2 separate regions of the Rattus norvegicus genome follow, and region 2 is linked to region 1. The links are chromatin contacts, called in public Hi-C maps. All regions are on one chromosome and are shown on one strand. Each heading gives the region's core, a stretch centred on a gene start, on an enhancer-like site or on the middle of the called end of the contact. The rest is flanking DNA. Distances are from core to core; before and after follow the strand shown. Region 1 holds the start of Msh2 (mutS homolog 2). Region 2 has its middle 25 kb from the start of Epcam.

Region 1 (7,019 bases), core at 2,907-5,406:
TTTCACGAAAGACTCAAAATTCATCTTACTCAGCACAACAGTCTGCAGGGTCTTTGCCCCTAGAATAAACAACAAGTAAACGAAGCTAAATGTTACAGATGAGGGTTTGAGGTAACGCATGTCTGAGCACCTCCCAAGTGAGCCCAACCCCGTGTCCCCCAAGCAAGCCAACCTTTCAGCAAACTGCTCAACGAACAAACACTGTGCATGTACAAGGAAGCATATCCGGCGCAGCTCTGGCCTTTGGAAGTCTGAGGCAGGGGGATAACCAGATCAGGAGTTGGAGGGCAGCCTGGACTACACAGCAAGATACAGTCTCAAAACAACTAAGCACAAGGTTATCAAGGTCTCCGTGAGTTAATGCTTGCTGACCTGAGTTCAAGGCTCCCGTAGAGGGAAAGACCTGACTCCTGCATGCCGATTGCATTGTGTTCCCCAGATATATAACACCCAAAGGAGATGAATAAAAATAAATTAATTCACTAGATGGGTGTGGAGGCCCTCCACAGGCAGAGGCAGGGGGACCTCTGTTCTAGAACAGCCAGGGATGTTACAAAGAGAAACTGTCTCAGAAAAAAACAAAAAGCAAATGCCTTCGCTGGGCGGTGCTCTGCTTTAATCCCAGCACTCAGGAGGCAGAGCCAGTCGAATGTCTGAGTTCAAGGCCAGCCTGGTCTACAGATTGAGTCCCAGGATAGTCAGGGCTACTCAGAGAAATCCTGTCTCAAAAAAACAAAAGCAAGGGGCTGGAGAGATGGCCCAGTGGTTAAGAACACTGGCTGCTCTTACAGAGGTCCTGAGCTCAATTCCCAGCACCCACAGGGTGGCTGCTCACAACCATCTGTAGCTCTGGTCTCAGGGGATCAAATGCCCTCTTCTGGCCTCTGTGGGCACCAGGCACATACACGATACACACACATACATACATGCAGACAAAACACCCATACACACGCTTTTTTTAAAAAAAATTTGAACTGTCTCATCCATATCTCAAGTAGGAGTGATTCTGCTCCTCTTGGGAGCCTATAACTGGGGAGACACATAAGTGGTCACAAGGGGACAACGCACTTTGGAATCTAGTGGACAAGAGAAGGCAGGGGGAGCTGTTAACATGATCACAACAGAACTGCTTCTCACGATAAACGAATCATTTATTCTTCAAAATGTAAATGAGACCCTGTCTTAGAGGAAACTAAGTCATTCCAGCTGCAAGGAAGCCAATGCTCTCTTCTAGATTCGTAAGCATGGTGCACAGTGAAGCATGCACACTGGATAGCCATAACAAAGTAAAATAACTTTCTACACACAAACGCACGCACACACAAACACACACACAAATGCACGCGCACACACGCATACACACACATGCACATACACACACTCACACACATATGCACACACATGCACACAAATAAAATTACCACACCATCCACGGGAATAAAACTCAATTTTCCCAGCACCCATATGGCTACTCACAACTATTTTTACCTCTAATACTGAGGGGCTCTGAGGCTCTCTTCTCTTCTGGTCTCCTCTGGCACCAGGCATACACAGGATGCAGACAGACACGCAGACCAAACACATACATATAAAACTCAGTATGTAAATGTCTACGAGGCTAGTCTGAGGGAGAATGCCCTAACACTGGGAAGACAGAGAGGCAGGTGGATCTCTGTGAGTCATGTTAAGTTCCAAGCCAGCCAAGGCTACACACTAAGACACTGTCTGAAAAGCAAAAGATAAAATAAAATAAAAATGCATCAGCTCTCAATTTAGAAACTAAAATGTAGTCTTATTTGGCAAATATATTGTGGTGAGGGAAGATGGTCTGGCCTAATTCTGGGACAGCGGCTAAACCAACACACAGCATGTACCAGAACCATCTGGTCAGGACAGAACTGCTGAGGCTGCATTAAAGTTCATCACTTCACCATGGAGACCACATCCGGAAAAAGTTCACTGGTTATCCTCTGAGAAGCCATTGCTCTAGAAGGCAGAGTAATTAAGTGTGACACACTGAGAGGCAGTGCACACTTGATGACTAGCGTCTAAAGGCCTTGTCTGTGTATACTCTAAGTTCCTGAAGAACCAACAGGATAAAGAGAACAGGATTTTTCTGCTGTGAAACAACTGATCAGAATTGAAACCTACCCATGCTCCACAGAAGGAATATACTCACGTTTGTACAAGGTTCCTGAGAATGACATATAGCCCCTATGGGCATTCAACCGTGCCAGATGGTGGGACATAAAAGGACTTGTAATGTGATAATGCATTCCAGGATCTGAACCTGGGAAGCTGAGGCAGGAGGCTCTCCCTGATCACAGGGCCTTAGAAGAACAGATCATTTATTACATGAGCACAATCAAGCGGGTAAAATGTCAGTAAAGGGATACCAGAGGCCAGCTCCAGAGAACTATGAAAAAAATCAACAAAATTCTACCCAAGCCCATGGCATGGGATCCAGAAAGCTGCAAAGCACTTACTGTTCACTACACTGGTGGGAAGGATGGGTACGAATGCAAACAAACGTGTAGGTTCCTGTGTAAAGCTCAACTGCACACTCGAGGTGGTGAAAGCTTGGAGTCCCAGGAGGTAGTGTGAGGCTCTAAGACAATGTAGGTAAACCTGAGTTCCCAGTGGGCCAAGGCTAAACAGAGACCTCGTCTCAAAAAAAAAAAAACAAAAAACAAAAAAAAAAAAAAAAAACAAGCCAATATGAATTCCACCAACAAAGAGCTAAATGAAATGTGGGAAATCCATACAATTATTTAGCAACAAAGGGAATGAAATGCTGAGCACAGATAAGCCTTGAAACAAAGAACAAATATGACTTCATTTACATGTCACATCCCAAAATATCTAGAGAAGAAACATAACCTAGTGGCAAGGGCTGGGAAGACTGTGAGGTAAGAATAATAATGGACACATACTTTCATGTGAGTGCCTGCCTGTCTTTCTCACTCTTTACTCAAGGTGAGGAACAACTGTCGAACAAAACCAAATACTACAGGATGTGGAGGCAGCAGACGATCACCTCGCATAGGGAGAAACAGGTAACCCTATCCCTTGTCTGTAACATCCCATTTGCACGTAACGGCATAAGAATTACAACTCACAGCTCCAAAGTACGATAGAATGGGCATTCATTGTATTTGAAAGAAAAAGCAATGGGGGATGGGTTTATTATGGTGGTCAAATTAATCTACCTAGGCCACAAATGAGGTCTGAAGCCTTTTAGGGAGAGATGATGCTGGGTGAGTAGAACCAAGTGGCAGGGGAAAAAAAAAAAAAAAAAACGAATGCTGAGCACGGCTTTCCAACTAGCTCAACCGCAGTCAGTTGCATTAGGGGGCTGCAACTGAAATCCGGGCAGTACAGCTCCAGGACAGATCCCAGGTCCTGCCCACTTGGCGATACTGCCCTTCCACAATGGTCCATCACTGGTTCTCAAGCGGAACGGCGTAAAAACAAAAACAAACCTTATATTGGCAAATGAGGGTGCCCTAAAGGAATCTCCCAACGCACCCTCCACTCCTCACTCCTAGGCTGCGGGCTGTTATAGATTTGGAGCTAGGCATGGTGGCAATGACTTTAATCCTATCAAGAAGCTGAAACTTGAGGATCAGACGTTCGAGGACAGCCTGGAGTGGGCGGCGAATTGTCGAGAGCTCTACGGTGCACACACAAGCATAGCCCGCTGTGCGGAGGCGAACCAAAACAATATGCTAAACACATAGCCCCAGGAGGCACCTCTCCTGCACAGGGGAGCAGGGCCGCTGCTCCACCGCTGACGCGCCCAAGTTTCCTGCCCCGGCGCGGCAAAGCTGCCCGCCGCGCTCGGGCCCCTAGCCGGTCCCGCTCCCGCGGCTGCCCTCACCTGCCGGCCCCATGTACTTGATCACGCCTTGGGTCTTGAACACCTCGCGGGCCGCCAGCAGCGCGTCCTCGCCGTGCGCGGTGTAAAAGTCGCCGCGGTCGAAGAGGCGCACCGTGGTGCTCGGCTTCTCCGGCATGCCCTCAAAGAAGCGTACGAAGCCCACCTCGGCCGCGCCCTCCAACTGCAGCGTCTCCTTAGGCTGCACCGCCATTTCCGAAACGCGCCACACAACCCAAGAGAGTACAGCCGGACCCTGCGCTCGCCGGGTCGTTTCCCGCCTCCCCAACCTCGCCCCTAAACCGCGTCCGGCCTCGGTGGGCTCGCCCAATCAGCATGCAGCGCTGCTCCTTGGTGGGTGGGAGTCTACCGCAATAGCCAATCATAACCGAGCAAGGCCCCAGCTTCCCGCGAACTCTAGCACCCTAGCTACTGCGCATGCGTTTGACTTGCCTGCACGCTTGCACGCTGACCTGCAGATGCGCAACCCCTTCAGAGGCTACGCTTTCAGGTCCGCACTCCCGAGAGTCAGGTGGGTGGGTAGCTAGGATAGGCGGGGTCAGCTAGGAATTAGTTTCTCAACTGACCGAAACCTAAAAGTGAAATCACAAAGAACTTGTAAACAAAGAACTATTCTTTTTCCTCCACCCAGCCTTGAGTGCGTGACATACGTTTGTAGTGCAAACTGCCTGGTAAGATTTCAGGTTTGGGGTTGGGGATTTAGCTCAGTGGTAGAGCGCTTGCCTAGGAAGCACAAGGCCCTGGGTTCGGTCCCCAGCAGACCGAGTCTGGTGGCTGAATCGCAGCATTTGGGAGGCCTTTGAGGCCAGCCTGGTCTACCAATCGAGTTCCAGGATAGTCAGGACTACACAGAGAAATCCTGTCTGGAAAAAATAAACAGAAAAGGACACATTGGGGGCTGAAGAGTTGGCGCGCAGTTTCTTCCTAATGTTTTCATACTAGCCTACCTTGAGTTCAGTCCCCAGCACCGGTGCAGCTCAGCATAACTGGTAACTCCAGATTCTCTTGTGGGTAGAGGAGGTCGGCGTCAGACACTTGCACTCACGAAGGCAAACAAATAAACAATAGTTTATTTTTTTCTTAATCTAAATAAAAAGTTGTAGTTTGTAAACGAGTGTGGTGGCACACACTTGAAACCCCAGCTCTCAGGAGGTTGGATCAGAAGGACCAAGTGGCAGGAAACTCAATACAATATTATCCTTGGCTATGCAGTTGGAGGCCAGTTTGGGCTGCATGAGTTGTATGTGGAGGTATAAACTGACAGGAAAACCTGCAGGGTTATAAATATTCTTTAGGGCAATTAACTGCTTAGGATGTGATCAGGGAGAGGGCAAATATTGCAAGTCCTGAGCCGTTACCTCGAGCTAACTTTAGTTCTCTAAAGAACTGCTAACAGCCCACCTCTGTGTTGACCTCAACAGCCTTGTGTTTACCAGTAAAGTCTTTGTACAGACCCCTTAGTTTCTACAAACAGAAAGACTAAAAATGTCATCAAATAAGATCTAAGGCCTCGGGCTGGAGAGATGGCTCAGTGGTTAAGAGCACCAACCTGCTCTTCCAGAGGTTCTGAGTTCAATTCCCAGCAACCACGTGGTGGCTCACAACCATCTGTAATGAGATCTGATACCCTCTTCTGGTGTGTCTGAAGACAGCTACAGTGTATCCATATAAATAAAATAAATCTTTAAAAAAAAAAAAAAATCTAAGGCCTCCAAAAGTCCCTCCCCCCTGTGCTGTAACCTGCCTGCCTATAACTTTCTTTGTTCTTTTACTATAAAATTTCTTGAGGGCCATTGAGATGGCTCTGGGTAAAGGCACTTGTACCAAGCCTGATAATCTGAATCCCATACCTATACCTATCGTGTAGTGTCGGTCAGAGAAAACAACTTGTACACAGGTTTAAGCCAATAGGGCGACTTTGTTAGTTAACCAGTAACTACCCTGGGTGTTCAGGATCCCAGTGTAGCACTGAACTTTTCTTGGGGTGAGCTTTTAAACACACACACACACACACACACACGAAATGTTCTGGGCTGTCATACTTTAGTTAACAAGAACAGTTAGTCAGAAGTGGAACTACCTAAGCCAAAAGGCAAGGCTAGTGCATTTAGAGACTGCCCCAGAACTGTGGAGTTGGGTGGAGTAGGTCTTTGTTTTGTTTGGCAGGTGGTGCTGTCTGTGTGCTGAGTTTTACACCCTGAGTGACACTTCCATGATGGGGTCAGTTGTGCTAAGGTCTGGGGGCCTACTACAGACCCACAAATAGAGAGAACCAACTCCCACAAGCCATCCTCAGACTTCCACACCCCCCTGCTATGGTTACTCGTGTACTTATGGATGTGAGCACAAACACACACAAAACACAATAATTTAATTTAATCAATAACAAAACAACTTCATGGGGCTGGAGAGATGGCTCAGCAGTTAAGAGCACTGACTTCTCTTCCAGAGGTCCTGAGTTCAATTCCCAGCAACCACGTGGTGGCTCACAACCATCTGCAACACAATCAGATTCCCTCTTCTGGTGTGTCTGAAGAGTGTAACAGGGTACTCACTAATATAAAATAAATAAAATCTTAAAAAAAAAAACAAAAAACAAAAACAACTTCATAAAACTTGTATCACATTGGAACATCACCATGTTGGAATAACGTAAACTGTGTTTCCAGGCCATGGCCGCCTATATTTGATTCTGAAATATTTAATTCTTTTAGTCCCTTTGAAGTGAGGTCTGTGTTTTGTATTGATATGTGGTTTAAATTCCATAGGATTATGACCTGAAGGGGGTCAGGGTCCATTGTGCTTAACACCCCCCACCCCATTCTGGAGAAAATTACTCTGTAGGTTGTGGGTTTGTTTGTTTTTTTTTAACATATTTTTTTTTTATATTTTAATTTTTTCGGAGCTGGGGACCGAACCCAGGGCCTTGCGCTTCCTAGGCAAGCGCTCTACCACTGAGCTAAATCCCCAACCCCCAGGTTGTGGGGTTTAACTGTTGTTGGTTTGGTTTGATTTGGACAAGGTATAGCCCAGGTTGACCTCAAATTCAGTAAGTAGCTGAGTATGATCATATACTGGGATTACAGGCATGAACCACCATACCTGGCCTTTCCTGGCATCT
Region 2 (7,025 bases), core at 1,890-4,389, 48 kb after region 1:
GGTGGATGTTGCTTCTGGTTAGCCTGAAGACACTGTAGTCATCACACCGGCAGCCAAGAAAGACAGCCAGACATGGATGGGAGCAAGGCCGCACGGGAAGTCACAGGGACAGACAGATGCAGACGAGGACTGATTCAAGGCCAGGTCTGACTCTGGTTCCCTCCGAGCCTGATGCTGGAGGTGACTTGCAGTGGACACTGACCTCCAGCTAGAATGTGAAAGGCTCATGTGCAGCCCTGGGACCTTCAGAGCATTCAGTAGTCCGCTGTCACCTCACTTGTGTCTTCCACACACCACAGGATGACTTTAACTAACTTAGGATATACAGGAATGGGGATTTCTGGACATTTCGTTGCCACTTAGCTCGGTTAACCTAGATAGAGTTACTCTGTCCCTTCCACACTAACCGATGCTTAGAAAGAGATGCTGCACACAGGGCTTAAAAACGTGTTGGGGGCTCTATCAAGAGTACCTGTAATGGGCTGAATAGATGGCTTAGCAGTCTCTCTTGGAGAGCAAGGACTGTTCTTGCAGAAGACCCCAGTTTGGTTAAAATTAAAAATTATATTTAAAAAGATTTATTTATTTTAAAATGTTTTTTTTTATTTATTATTTATTATATATGAGTACACTGTAGCTGTCTTCAGATACACCAGAAGAGGGCATCGGATCTCTTTACAGATGGTTGTGAGCCACCATGTGGTTGCTGGGAATTGAACTCATGACCTCTGGAAGAGCAGTCGGGTGCTCTTAACCGCTGAGCCATCTCTCCAGCCCCAAAAGATTTATTTATTTTAATATGTATTATATATGACTACGCTGTTGCTGTCTTCAGACACGCCAGAAGGGGGCGTTGGATCCCATTACAGATGGTTGTGAGCCACCATGTAGTTGCCAGGAATTGAACTCATGACCTCTGGAAAAACAGTCAGTGTTCTTAACCACTGAGCCATCTCTCCAGCCCTAAACTAGTATATACATTAAGTTTAAAGCACCTTCAAGTTGGGTTTGGCATACACCTGTGCTCCCAGCACTCTGGAAGCTGAAACAAGAGAGTCAGATCGGGGTTGGGGATTTAGCTCAGCGGTAAGCGCTTGCCTAGCAAGCACAAGGCCCTGGGTTCGGTCCCCAGCTCCGGAAAAAAAGAAAAAAAAAAAAAAAAAAAAAAAAAGAGAGTCAGACCAAGAGAGTTCAAGCCAGGCTGAGCCACACCACTAGACTCTATCTCAAGAAAACAAACGAACAAAAGCGTGAAAAAGAAAAAGAAAAAGAAAAAGAAAAAGAAAAAGAAAAAGAAAAAGAAAAAGAAAAACCAAGGCTGTGTTGGTACATGCTCTAATCCCAGCACTGGGGAGGCAGAGGCAAGAGGATCTCTGAGTCCAAAGCCAACCTGTGGTTACTCAGGTTCCGGGACAGCCAGGATTACCTACACAGTAACATCCGGTCTCAAAAGGAAACAGTAACAGTAACAATAAATAAACAAGGGTAACAGGGTAATAGAGAGCCAGGACGGCAGGAACTGCAGTGTGTAGCTCTTGTATTTGTTCAGCTTCCTTCTGGGGAACGTGCTTGGGTGTCTGCTTTGTCATTTTCTTTTCAGATTTGCTTATGGAGATGAGTGTTTGGCCTTGGTGCGCGTGTATGTTTTAAATACCAGCAGTAGAACCTAGGGAGGTGTTCTTTTTGGGACAGGTTATCATGTAACACAAGGTGACCTTGAACTTGCAGTGATCTTTCTGCCTCTGGGCCCCAAAGTACTGGGGTTATAGGCCTGAACCACCATCCTCAGCTCCATTGCTTTGTTTAGAGGTGAGGTCTCACTCACCCTCTAGCCCTAACTGGCCTGGAATTCTTTTCTTTCTTTTTAGACAAGGCTGAACTTGAACTCATAGAGATCTGCCTGTTTCTGCCTCTCAAGTGCTAGGACTAAAGGCGTGAGTAACCATGTCTGTCTCAGGCGAGACATTAAAAATTACATTTATTTCGTGTGTATAGGTGTTTTGCTTACATGTGTGTCTCTGTAGCACCTGCCCACAGTGTCTACAGAGGTCAGAAGTCTTCAGGTCCCCAGGCACTGGAGCTATCTATGGTTGGTCATAAACTACCTTGTGTGTGCTGGGAATTAAACTCAGGTTTTCTAGAAGAGCAGCCAGCACTCTTAACCTCTGAGCTATCTTTGCAGTCCCCCTAGCTCGGCACTTTTAAGAGACTGGCTCTGTGAGTGTGATGTTGAAGGGTGTGTTAGATGTGCTTGGAGTCTGGAAAGAGCTTTACCACTTCAAGATGGGTCTCCAGCAGCCAGAGGAGAACAGGGCAGCTGAAGCAGGGACCGGCTGAACAAGAAGACAAGGCTGGGGCTAGAGAGAGATGGCTCAGCTGTTAAGAACATCTGTTCCTTTTGTAGAGGACCCAAATTCAGATCCCAGCCCCTCCATGGTGGCTCACAACCAACCTTAACTCCAGTTTCTGGGGACCCCAGGCCCTCTCTGACTCTCACCAGCACCAAGCGTGCAAGCAGTACACACGCGCATGTGCACACGCGCACGCATGCGCACAAACACACGCACCAAGGCCAAACACTCATCTCTGTAAGCAAATCTAAAAAGAAAATGACAGAGCAGATTAAACACAACACTGAATTGTAGGAGTGAGGTTTTATTCCCTTTCTGAAAAAATTAGACTCACAGTCTGCTCAACAGACTTTATTTATAAAGTCCATCTATTTCTAAACGTGGGACTGTATGTAAGGCAGTCGCATATACTCTACGTAATGGAAATCTACAAAAGGAAAAGTATTTGGAAAGTTAGAGGACATGGTCTCTGTGAGAATGCGGGCCCTGATTCGTTAATATTCATTCACTGTGTCTGACTCTGCCTCACTCCCTATGTTGGGGTGGGGGCTGGGGTCCTGATTCTCTGTCCAGTTTTCAACTACCTTCTACAGTAGCATCATAACTTTGTTTGCATTTTCCTAAACAACACTAAACAGCAGAAGTAAGCCCTTGCCCGTTTGTCCATTGGCGACATTCATTTGTCAAAGGGCTGTCTTCTTCAAATATATGCGGAACAGCAGGGGGGAGGAGAGGGCGGGAGGAAGGGAGGGAAGTTAACCCAGAGCTGTCCAGAAGTAGGAGGCAACACCCAAAAGGCGGAACATAATTGGGTTTGAGCCGGCTGGGAGAGCCTCCCTCTCCTCTAAGCTGGGCTGAGATGGTCAGGTGCCTTGGCTTCTTTTGCAGCTCGGGTTAATTTTTAATATTCTTTCGTAAGGTAAGAAGACAGGAGCCAAGGTCTAGCTACTACAGTTCTCGCTCTTTGTTCCCAAGTCTCTTCCCCTCTTCTTTGTCTGGTAGCCAGGCTGGAGAGTGATCACGTGGCAGGAGGGGGCGGCGCTCCGGGAGATTCCTGGGCACGGAGTTTGGGACCAGATGAGTGTTTCAGGCGGCTCCATTTTTCTGTCATTTCCCCTTTGTCTTGGTTACTGATGTGGCTGTGTGACCGCAGCCCTGGGATTTTCTTCCCTCCAACTCCAAACGCCAGTTCCTTAGATCTCCCTGTTTTAAGGTCAGTGGAAACTTTTTAAAAAGCAGTGCAAAGCTAATAAATTCTTACTTGAAAGCGGCTTTGTCCCAGTTCTTTGTAAAGCTCGCACTCTCGCCTTGTAGTAGTTCCCAGAGGTTAAAAGAGCGGGCATTGTTTAGGAATTTTTGGAGGAAACGCCCCGATTCAGCGCTTGTAGCGTCCCCTTCTTTCTGCACGCGTGCCCCCCCTTTTTTTTCTTTATTCCTGAGCCTGGAATTGACTCTAGCTTGCAGAGTGCTAGGATGGATTCCTGGCAAGAGACCGCCCTGACCTGACTATTTCATTAATAAGGCCGGAGGAGGTGACATGGCTCAGGGCACAATGGCAGGTGCCACCAAGTCTGACAGCCCAGCCCGGACCTGACTTAGAACCCCAGAAGCCGAACGGTGAACGGTGAGAACTGGCTCCTGTACGTTGTCCTGTGATCTCCACACTATTGACAGGGCACAGGCTCAGAGTGGGTCGCAGCTACTGGCTATTTTTATGCCTGGAAGAATCAAGTGTCTGTAATAAGCTCAGTTTCAAATGTTAGGCGGCTGGGATTGGCAGGGAGGGCTCATGTTTAGATAGGCCAGAGGGAGGTCTTAACACTTGGTAAAATATTCAAAATGGACATCGCAGACCTTGAACACGGCAAGTCAGGCAGCCTAAGTCCAAATTCTCCCCTGTTTAACATAGTAGAACTAGATAGTTTCCGGCTGGAGACACGGCTGGGCAGTTAAGAACTCTGGCTGCTCTTCCGGGGCACCTGGGTTTAATCTCCACCCCCTACGTCGCGGGCACCTCGCAACCCTCAGTGATTCCAGTTCCAGGACATCTATTAGCCTCTTCTATCCCCTGCAGGTGCCTGCCACACCAGGCAGTACGCTCATCATTTAGGCAAGTGAAACACCTATATGCACAATAAAACGTTTAAAAAAGGGGGATGGTGCAAAGCCAGGCGCGTGTTGTATTCCAAGGAGAACTAATCGGTGAGCTTTATTACTACAGTGTTAGGTGTAGGACATGGTGGCCCATGCTTGTCAGCACAGCTCCTGCAAGGCGGAGGCAGAAGAATCAGGAGTCAGCCTGACAGCCTACCTCAAAAGACCAAAAAAAACCTAATCAAAACCAACCCAGGACAAAAATTCCCTCATAACCCTTGTGCTTCCGTCTACGTTAATAACCTCTTCCAACTCTGCTTCATTGAGAAGCATTTTCCCCCTAGGGATATAGCTTAGTGGTTGGCGCTTGCCTGGTGTTTAAAGAGTCCTGGGTTCATCCCCATCACTGCAAAAGTCAATCAGGATGTAATTGTAGAGAGTGGTAGGTGTGGTGGGTGACAGAGTTGTATAAGAAAGGGGATGGGAAAAAAATCTAGACTGTCAAGCTTTGGGACCTTGGGACAGACCGTGGCTGGGCCCCAAGCTCGTTTGTTTAGTCTGATAGTGTAGTCCCAAGTTCACCATTAAGTTGTTTTATTGCCTTTTTCTTTTTTTTTTTTTTTTTTTTTTTCTTTTTTTTTGAAGCAGGCTCTCGTGTAGCCCAGACTGGCCTAGAACTCAAACTCTTCTAGCTGAAGATGACCTTTAACTCCTTATACCCCTTATCTTCTGCTCCCAGCCCCTCCCCTGGACCCCCTCTGATTCCCCACACCCCTACCCATCCCCCTCGTGGGCTGGGATGGCAGGCCAGCAGCACCTGCCTGGTAGATTCTGTGGATGTACTTTTTGGCGGACCTCCTTTTCTCTCCTGCCTTTGCTGGGGTTCCAAGGAACAAACTCCACTGTGGGGACTTCCCTGTATCTGTCCGTATCTTAGGACACCTTTCAAGGTTCCTGACTACTACCCACTCCATCTTCGTAAACATAAATTTATTCCTGTGTGTGTGTGTGTGTGTGTGTGTGTGTGTGTGTGTGTGCGCGCACACACACACACACACAGCTTGGATACAGAGATCAGAGGTCAGCCTGCGGGGTCAGTCCTTCCACCATGCATGTGGATTCTAGGGAAGGGACTCAGGTCATGTCAGCCTGGTGCTAAGTGCTTTTACTTCTGAGTCATTCTGCCAGCCTTGTTTTATTTGTGACGAAAATGCCTCTATACATCCCAAGATGTCCATCATTGAGAAGCCCTGCCTCAGAGTCCTGCTCCAGAGTCCTTTTTGACTCCAGGTGATTTGGACCAGTGGTCAGGACAGAAGAAGGGACTGAAGCCAGCTCCTGTGGAGCTTAGCTCAGTTTCCTTGAAATTCTACGGCTTAGGGAAATGGGGTCTCCTTTGGGGGTCCCAGCCTCAGAGAGTCTTCTCTGTACTTGTTCTAGCTATGCTCCTTCTCCTGGAGGGTTCTTCAGGACCACACCCATGGCAGTCTGTGCCCTTTCTCTAGACTACGTTCTGGACACGAGAGTTCCTCACATGCACCAAAGTCTAGCCTATTTTCAGGACTTACATGGCCTTCTCTTTGAATCACCGCTCTTGACTGTGGGCTATGCCTCAAGGAAGGCCCAGATGGAGTCACTGGATGTTAGTGTTTGCTGTTTTTGCTGTTTTGGTGATGTAATGGGGCATAGATTATGCTAGGCACATTCTGTGAGTGTTAGACAAAGGCCTATCCCTCACCCCCAAGCCATCTAACAAGTGTAGTTGAGGGGGCTGGAGAGATGGCTCAGCAGTCAAGAACACTGGCTGCCTTCCAGAGGTCCTGGATTCCATTCCCAGCACCCACATAATAGCCAACAGACATCTGTGATTCTAGTTCTAGGGGATCCCACACCCTCTTCCGGCCTCTGAGGATACCTCACGCATGAGCTGTACAGACACACATGCAGGCTCTACACCAATACACATAAAACAAATCTTTTACTTTAAAAGGATGTGTATTTGAGAAGAGTCTAAGAGCAAGTCCTCGTCTTCTCTGTACATTCTCTCGTGTTGTTTCTCAACTGTGCAAAACCGAGTTCTGTCCCCAAGTGGATGGCCAGAAGGAACAGGAATCTGAACCCTCGGTGCAAGCCGGGAATGGAAGGCTTCCTTTGTCCTCACCCAGCAAACAGCACTAATCCATTATCAGTGAAACACTCGTGGGGAAAACGTGAACTTTCCTGGTAGGTGCTTGTCTCTATGTGACACACAATTCCACCTTCTCAGTGCCAAGGACTCTGGCCAGACATTGCCTAGTGAGACATCGCCCACGCAGTGAAGTGGCCCGATACTCTCTCCAGATGGAATGAATCAGTCTCTTGATATTGAACCCTCACAGCCTGTTAGTCACATAGTGGCTAATTTCTGACCTATTACACCTTGCACAGGTGACTCCTCTTAGAAACATCCCTCGGGGCAGGGCAGAAGGCAGCTGACTCATCTGGCTTCCCCCGGAGAGCAAGACCAGCCTCACTCACTGAATCAATTACTTTTAAAATCCAATCTCTCAGGGATTAAGTTACTGAGGTCTGTGAGGAAAC

Evidence for each region. A called contact is a pair of places that touch in the nucleus more often than the background predicts.
Region 2: a contact with region 1 is called in a Hi-C map of liver, with 1.6 times the contacts expected there. The contact joins the enhancer-like site here to the promoter of Msh2 in region 1. A contact is called at or near these places in 9 of 12 Hi-C or Micro-C datasets (Schwann cells, frontal cortex, hepatocytes and 4 more) and 1 of 1 datasets of contacts at active chromatin or transcription factors (oligodendrocytes).

The regions. Positions count from the first base shown.
Region 1 is chr6:12,622,347-12,629,365 of GRCr8, forward strand. It overlaps Msh2 (mutS homolog 2), which reads right to left and starts at 4,157. Exons shown (of 16, transcript NM_031058.2): 1 at 3,881-4,157; 2 at 1-59. The coding sequence starts at 4,091.
Region 2 is chr6:12,670,967-12,677,991 of GRCr8, forward strand. No RefSeq gene overlaps it. Among named protein-coding and RNA genes, the nearest start is that of Epcam, 25 kb to the left of the region's middle. Within about 2 kb of position 3,140, at least 35 of the 93 cell types and tissues checked have an H3K27ac peak or open chromatin away from gene starts, as enhancers often do. A contact at or near this core is called in Schwann cells, hepatocytes and liver, where this site is marked.